Regions from separate parts of the Mus musculus genome. Here all the other regions are linked to region 2. The links are chromatin contacts, called in public promoter capture Hi-C maps. All regions are on one chromosome and are shown on one strand. Each heading gives the region's core, a stretch centred on a gene start, on an enhancer-like site or on the middle of the called end of the contact. The rest is flanking DNA. Distances are from core to core; before and after follow the strand shown.

Region 1 (2,717 bases), core at 201-2,700, 380 kb before region 2:
AAATGTGTTTTATACCCAGTTCATCTAACTTTCCCTTCACATTAGTTCTATTTTATAGGGAGAAAAACTGAGGTCCAGACAGGCTAAGTCACATTCTCAACCCCACAGAACCAGCTGGAAAAAGAGCTGGTGTTCAATCTCACACAGTTTAGTTCTAGGTTCTAGCCCTTTTCTATGTACAAAATTGAAGCCAGAACACTTGAAATAGATAGCAGAGGGCGGCTACTGAGGCTCCACTCTATACTAGTGCTAAAATGACAGGTCTAAGGCTGGATTGTTGCTCCTCTGTGTGACCCTACACCCCTTACTTTTGGAACGTCAGTTACCTGAGGAAGATTAAGTGAGTGGTTCAGAGAGCCAGTGTTCAGAGCTCCCAGAAGCACCTATCATTAGCTCTGGCTTTTTCAGGATATTTGTATCCTGGGAATCTGGCTGCCTCGCTCTTGCTTACATTACAAAAGAGCAGGATGATAAACCAAACCAATCTCCATAGAGCAAGGCTGGCCAGAGGGAATGGGTGAAGCTCTTCTGCCTAATAGAGCAGCGAGGTTAGAAGCTATCCAAGGCTACAGCCCAGAGGGGAAGATGTCTCAGTCAGCAAAATCAGGAGCCTGAAGTCTGGAGAAGCTGCCTCAGTTTGAATGGTAGGCTATGTATGATTGGGACAAACTATTATCCTCATCTCCTCATCTGTAAAATGGGAATAAGCCAGTAGCCTCCTCCATGAGGGGCTGTGGAGCTGAAATATTACATGAGTGCTTTGCTTAGAGATGGGACACCTTAGCACGCTCACTCAGGAAGTTGTCTCAAGCCAAGTCTCTCTTTCTCTCTCTCTCTCCTCTCTCTCTCTCTCTCTCTCTCTCTCTCTCTCTCTCTCTCTCTCTCTCTCTCTCTCACACACACACACACACACACACACACACACACACACACACACACACACACACAGATCTCCCAGGCCACTATGCTTGAGACAGCCACCGTGACCTACAGGCTGAGGTCCTAGTATGTGCATCTAGGGTATGGCTGGAGAGCCACAGCTCCCACTGTCCTTCTAGTCTTACCTTGCTTATCCACGATGCAGGGGGTGGGAGCAGGGCTGGAAAAGGGCATACAGGAAAGACTAGCAAAGGGTGGGCACTGTCTACATGGAAATGGCTGTGGCTGCACCTTGGCCCCTACACGTCTTTGTCTCCTGTCACCTGAAGATACTAGCTATCTACTGGGCAGCAAGGTTCAAGAAGGGAGCTTAGGGATTGATGTTCCCATGGCAACAAGAGGCCTAGGTGCCACAGGTGTGATTGACTTTATCATCCCTGTATTACCCCTGCTCCCAGAAGGGCTGCCTGCTTGGGAAGTGCAGAGACTCAGGGGCCCCTCCAATATTTCCCCTGGGAAAAATATACTCACAGCTTGCTGTCTCAGAGCTGGGTGGTGACCGAGGCTGAGGAGACAGAGCCCTGTCCTAGTCTGTATTTAAGCAGTGGGAGCCAAGGGGGATATGGGGGAGTTTGCTAGTGAATATTAACCAATGTCACCACAGTTATTGGTAGAGCAAACAGAGAGGGGCTATGTCCATCGATTGGGCACTGAGGTACCACCCACACTGTTCGGGACAGAGCTCAGCTCTCTCTGGTCCTAAATCAATGGAGTCTTAAGCAAAGCAGTTAGAACACCCATCCCTCATAAACACAACAAACACAACATCCGGTGTCCAAGGTGTGTCTGGTGTCCTGAGTCACATTGCCTCTAGGAAGACACAACATGGCTGGCTGGTCCTGTACTCTCCTGGGCAATGCTTGGGTTGCTCACATGTAAGCAAAGTCAATATTTACTGAGCCATCTGCTTCCAGATGCCTGGGGCAGAAGATTCACTGCCTCCACCAGGGGCTCAGAGTAGGTTATGTGCCCACCTGACAAATGGAGACACAGGACCAAAACAAAGAGATTGCTCCTTGCGAGTGTAGATATGAATTCTTTGTTTCCTTTGCAGGAGAATGGACTCTGACTGACAGGAAATTCCTGACAGGCTGGTGCACAGTGGCCAGGGGACAGGCTAGGGGGCAGAGAATAGCTCTGTAAGGAAGAGCTGGGCTGCCCTTAGAAAGGTTAATTGACCTCTCTGAACCAGAGACATTTCCAGAATGGCAGATTGGTAGCCATCATGGTTGCTAAGGGTACAGGAAGCTTGAATAAAACATGCGCATTGTAAGTCTTTTGTCTCAGTCTAAGAAGTTCTTTCCAGCCTTCCCATCTCCCACCCTCCCCTCCTCTGAGCTGGGCCTGTTCCACATTGATTCCAGGAAGCTAGTATGCGGATTTTCCTTCTAGATGGGGACTTTCCTTAGGGATGGGGAGACTAGGAAGGAGCAGTCTCTCTGCTCCGGGACATGGAGAGGGTGGTCACAGCTCTTGAAGGTCTGTCTGGTTTGGTTGGAGAAGGTTAGGTTTGAGGCAAATGGGCTCAATACTATGATCCTCTTCAAAATCTCGATCATATCCCATCAGCCCTGTGATGGGCACAGGTGGTGAGTTCACATTCCCACCCCCACAACCCCACTCCTCCTTGGTTCCAGCTCTCCTGCTCTCCTGGCCCTTGGCCGGGCACAGCAAGAATGAGGTGGATGAGTGATGGTCACATTTCCACCTTCTGCCAGTCACTGGCTCCCCTGTGATCCACCTTAGGACTCAGCCTAATAGATGTTCCACAGGATCCT
Region 2 (2,726 bases), core at 211-2,710:
CAGAAAAGGGCAGTGGGTGGCAGAGCCTAGGGCCTGGAGGAGGGTAAGAGTTAGGCAAGAACTGGGTACTGGGTAGTCACAGACATTGGAAATAGACCTAGAACAGAACTGGAGCCAGCAGACCCTGAACTGTAGACTTTGAAACTGTGAGTCAAACCAAACCTTTGCTTTGCTCAATGGGTTCTCCTAGATCACTCAGTTCTATTCCATTGATCAACATGCCTGTCTTCATGCCAATACCATGGGGGTTTATTACTATTGCTCTGTAGTACAGCTTGAAACCAGGGATGGTGGTACAGATATAGAAGTTCTTTTATTATACAAGATTTTTTTTACCTATCCTGGGTGTTTTGTTTTTCCATATGAAGTTGAGAAATGCTCTTTCAAGGCCTGTAAAGAATTGTGTTGGAACTTTAATGGGAATTTCACTGAATCAGTAGACTGCTCTTGTTAGAATGTCTATTTTTACTAGGCTAATCCTACCAATCCATGAGCATGGATATCTTGCCATATTCTAATATCTTCCTCAATTTCTTTCCTCAGACAGTAGAACCTCTTGTCCTGCAGGATGTTTCCTTGCCTGGTTGGAGTTAAACCAAGATATTTGATGTTACTTGTGGCTATTGTGCAGGATGTTTGCTCTCAGTTCTTCCACTTAATATTTGTATAAAGGAGGGCTACTGATTTTTTTTAGTTAGTATTCAGTGTTCATTTTTAAATGACTTAGACTATAAAGCTGCAGCCCTCGTTGGTGAAAAGTAGGTGTCTTAGTCAGCGTTTCTATTCCTGCACAAACATCATGACCAAGAAGCAAGTTGGCAAGAAAAGGGTTTATTCAGCTTACACTTCCATACTGCTGTTCATCACCAAAGGAAGTCAAGACTGGAACTCAAGCAGGTCAGGAAGCAGGAGCTGATGCATAGGCCATGGAGGGATGTTCTACACTGGCTTGCTTCCCAGGCTTGCTCAGCTTGCACTCTTATAGAACCCAAGACTCCCAGCCCAGAAATGGTCCCACCCACAAGGGGCCTTTCCCCCTTGATCACTAATTGAGAAAATGCCTTAGAGTTGGATCTCCTTGAGGCATTTCCTCAACTGAAGCTCCTTTCTCTGTGATAACTCCAGCTGTGTCAAGTTGACACAAAACTAGCCAGTACAGTAGGGTAGAGATCATGCATTCTGGTTTTGCTTCTGACTTCTTCCCCTTTCCACATTGTCTTTGAAACATTTGACAAACAAAATACATACCCAGGAGATCCAATGGGCTTGTACAGAGAAGAGTTGGGAATTGCCCCATCAGGAGGCAGTTCTGATAGAGACTACAAATCCATATTACCAGGAATCTTCTTGTCTGACGAATTGTAAACCGAACACAGGGCACAACTTGTCCATGCCAACATTTCCTAAGAGGAGGGAGGAGCCCTTGGGAGGAATAAATAGGCATCACTGTTCACTGGGGAGATGCCAGGCAAGCCAACAACCCTGAACATCAGGAGTCAGCTATCACAGAGGCTCTGCAGGTAATGCCCGGGATTCCTTGACTCCAGGGACAGAAAAGGCACTGTCCCAGGACTGTATGGTACTAGCTATGGCCTACAACATGTGTGTGGCTGAGGCAAGGGCTTTGGATGAGATACTAGGCTACAATCAGGGAACATTTCTGGGTTCACAGAATCTTCTCTCTGGTCTGTTTCTCTTGCCAAAGGAAGATGCAGATGCTGTGGTCTCTGCTCATAGACAATAAATGGAAGCTGCTCCTCTGACTCTACTGGGATGAAGTTTTGAGAACTTGCGTGGCATGCTGCTGTGATAGCTAGGCTGAGACAGGACTGTTGCACAGTCACTCTGGATGAGGCGACACTTCTGTCTTGCTCACATCACAAAGGCAATGCCTGGGGGTGGGTGTTGGGACCCCACTTCCTTCTTAGATCACAGATCCCCTGGCAGACAGGTTTCACCCTCAACTAGCGAACCAAAGAATGCCCATTCACTGAGCCATGTCTCTTGCCATACCAACTGAGCAACCTCTTTTCTCTGAAAATAATTGTGGGACAAAATACTGTTGAGTGCCTTTCCATAGAAATGGTTGCATCAGTGTGAAAGTAAAGTACAGAGTAAAGGCAGACAAGTTGTTGAGGTTCTGGGCTCCTCTGTAGGCATGTCACAGCAATGGGGACAAGTGGTTTAGTGCCAACACACCCTTCTCTGCTTTCTCCAGCTCCCTGTGTGCTCCTTTTGTCTTCTCTCCCAGCCTAATTCTCTTCACTTCATCCTGCTTTCTCTCCATCTCCCTCTTCCTACTCCCCTCTCCTCCCTCTTCCTATCTCCTTGCACCCTTTTTTCCCATTTCTATCTCCTTACTTTCTCCAAACTTCTACTCTCTGATCTCGCCTCTCTCCTCCCTCCTTTCTCTTCTCTCCCCTCTCCTTGCTACTCCCTCTTTTCCCTCTACTCATCCTCCTCTCTCCTTTTCCCTACCTCCTCTCTCATTTCCCCTCTTCGCTCTCTCTTCTCTCCACTCCTTCCTCTGTCTCCCATTCCTTTACCATCTACCTTCAACTTTACACCTGAATAAATGATCAGAGGCCAAAGGTATATAGCCTTGATTGCAAGCTTTCAACTATACTTCATTAGGATGCCTGTGGCCCTCACGCTGGTTGTATATGGAGGAGATGGACCCCTAGACATTTCCTACCATGACCCCCCAATGCCAACAACAAGCCAGC
Region 3 (2,700 bases), core at 120-2,619, 290 kb before region 2:
AGAATACATGGAGTAAAGACAATCTATTCTCTGGGCAGAGATTTAGACTCATTCACTTTGGAAGAGGAGGTCCCACGTCCACCTCTCTCCTAACAGTGCCACCTCTTTCCTCCTTGACAAAGCCACTGGCCATCTAGCCCTTCTCCAGCCAGTGAGACCAATGCATATGGCTGCTTCTGACGAGTTTCCACCCATGCTGTCTTGAGCTTTAAGCAACCACAGAGCTCGCCGTCCTGTGGGGGACATCCCAGGTTGGCTGCCTACATCAAGCACCTTTCTTTCCATACCCAAAGGACCCTGTGCTCTCTGGGGCCTCAGCTTCCCTCAGATCCTTCCTGGAGTTTGTCAGGATGCAACACTTGGATCTGTCTAGAGCTCTCTGGAGCTGAGAGATTCCAAAGACCCTTCCCAGAGATGTAACAAAGTACTTCAAGAGAGGAGCCAAGACATCCTGGATACACTTTAGGACTCACCTGTTTTAAGGGACTGATGATGTTTTAAGATAAAATTATCTAGAGGCAATGAACATGACATTATTTTTCAAAGCAAGTTGAGAACTAAATGGAAAGACATCTGCCCCACAAGAGAACTCTAACGCTCATTTCTTGGAGAACAGAGGCCGGAATGGCTTTCCTTATTAATTTGTCCTGCAGAATTTCCTTTGCATTCTTTTCAAACATAGTTTTTAAGTGCTGAATGTAATATCAACAACACTCAGGAGGCCAAGAGAGAAGGGTAGCCTGGGCTATATATTAAAACCTTGAGAGAGAGAGAGAGAGAGAGAGAGAGAGAGAGAGAGAGAGAGAGAGAGTTTTCCCCCATGAACTTGTAAGTTGATAGATACTTCCTGGCTCAGCAGCTCAACTGGAAGGAAGCAAACAGCCACAGAGGCCAACTGCGGCAAGCAGAGGGCAGCGAGGACGGCCTTGCTTCTGAAGAGCTCCCTTCTCTCCCTTTCCCCACCCTGTGCAGTTTTCTTCTAAAAATTTCTCAGAAGTAAGTATCCATGGAAACGAACCGAGCCCCCACTGTACCTGCCCGGCACACCCCCAGGGGCTGCTCTTACACACATTAGAAATCCTCCACATTTCTAGAGAGTACAGTGCCCTTCAGCCTTTTATCCTGGAGTTGTCCTCGTGAGCTATAGACTAGAAACTCTACATCTTTCCAGAAGGGGTTGCATACTCACAGTGGGTCCAGGCGCCATCCACAGGGCCAAACGGGCCTGCCTGGTTTGTTTTATTATTTATACCTCCAGGGCCTCCTGAAGAGGCAGAGTGTGGCCAATTGAAGCTGCTGGAGTCAGTCAATGGGCTTCCAGGAGCCGTGGCCACACCACTTCCCCTGAAGGATCCTCCTCATCTCCCACCTCTGGAGCCTAACCACAGCAAGGAGATATGTGCAGACCACGCCCCCTGGGCGGGAGCTACCTCAACGCAGGCCACTCATACCTTTTGCAACTTTCTTTCTATTTTTTTTTTTTTAAGTTTCTCAATCACTGTCTGGAGATTGGGAGAGTCAACAGGGGGACCCGCCTTTGATGATATTGAAATGTCAACCCCTCAGTCACCTTTGTCCTCCATTTTAAGGGATGAGAGCGTTCGGGTAGAGGGTCATTCCTTCACCTTATCTTTGCCTTCACTCTTTTGTTTGTTTGTTTGTTTGTTTGTTTTTTGTTTTTGTTTTTTCAAGATAGGGTTTCTCTGTGTAGCCCTGGCTGTCCTCGAACTCACTTTGTAGACCAGGCTGGCCTCGAACTCAGAAATCCGCCTGCCTCTGCCTCCCAAGTGCTGGGATTAAAGGCATGCGACACCACCGCCCGACGCCTTCACTCTTTATTTAGCTATGCTTCATGTTAGTCATCAGCTCTGACCTCTGACCCGTGACGATCCTTTAGAGGAGTGGTCTGAGAATGGATGAGCAGATAAACAGACCCGTCCATCGTTCCTGTTGGAGTGACGAACCAAAGACCTCAATGGCTGATCTTGACTGTCAAGTCGATGGGATGTAGACTCACCATGGAAACAGATCTGTGCAGGGCATTGCTTTAGATTCATTCAGGTGAGAAGATCCACCCTAAGTGTGGACCATAAGCCTTTAGTGGACTGAGGTCCTAGACTGAAGGAAAGGAGAGACTGAACGAGGCTCCAGTGTTCATCTTCCCGTTTCCATGGAAGCAGCTGCCTCCCGTTGTTGTGGCTGCTCTTTCACCATGGATGGGACCCTCAGACTGTGAGCCAGAATAAACACTTCCTTCCTTAAGCTGTTCTTGTCAGGTTCCCTGTCACAGCAATGAGACAAAGTCTAACAGGAAAGTCTAACAGTCTATCAGTCTATCAGTCTAACTGATGTGCCAGTGTTTGGAGTCACTTCAGAAAGTGACTTTGTGTTTCTGTCACATATTTGATGACATGATGCTTGGGCTTTGTTCCTCTTTGGTTTTTCTGCATTTCCCAGATTACATATTCCTTGGGAGTTAAATTATAGATGTTTAAAAATAAAATAATAAAATTCTTCTTCCTACTGTTTTCACTTCCAGAGTCAGACGAGATGATGTCGGCACCTTCCAAAACCAGTGGTCCTGGTTAGGAAAAGCAGTAGCCCCACAGGTCAATTTTCAATTCTACTAATGAGCTACGGTGTACAGCAGACTCATTGGATATTCCTTTCCCCAAAAGTGATGATTCCCAGTAGCTTCTG

Evidence for each region. Promoter capture Hi-C pulls out the DNA fragments that hold promoters and counts their contacts.
Region 1: a contact with region 2 is called in a promoter capture Hi-C map of liver. The contact joins the promoter of Serpina1e here to the promoter of Serpina3k in region 2. A contact is called at or near these places in 5 of 39 promoter capture datasets (the 3T3-L1 cell line, the SN4741 cell line, cranial neural crest and 2 more) and 2 of 9 other capture datasets (liver and macrophages).
Region 3: a promoter capture Hi-C map of liver shows a contact between it and region 2, with 5 times the contacts expected there. The contact joins the promoter of Serpina12 here to the promoter of Serpina3k in region 2. A contact is called at or near these places in 2 of 39 promoter capture datasets (both in liver), 3 of 484 Hi-C or Micro-C datasets (bone marrow-derived macrophages and liver), 1 of 115 datasets of contacts at active chromatin or transcription factors (liver) and 1 of 9 other capture datasets (macrophages).

Annotation. Positions count from the first base shown.
Region 1 is chr12:103,955,447-103,958,163 of GRCm38.p6, forward strand. It overlaps Serpina1e (serine (or cysteine) peptidase inhibitor, clade A, member 1E), which reads right to left and starts at 1,451. Exons shown (of 5, transcript NM_009247.2): 1 at 1,411-1,451.
Region 2 is chr12:104,337,026-104,339,751 of GRCm38.p6, forward strand. It overlaps Serpina3k (serine (or cysteine) peptidase inhibitor, clade A, member 3K), which reads left to right and starts at 1,461. Exons shown (of 5, transcript NM_011458.2): 1 at 1,461-1,520.
Region 3 is chr12:104,043,074-104,045,773 of GRCm38.p6, forward strand. Serpina12 (serine (or cysteine) peptidase inhibitor, clade A (alpha-1 antiproteinase, antitrypsin), member 12) reads right to left here and starts at 1,370. Exons shown (of 5, transcript NM_026535.2): 1 at 1,190-1,370.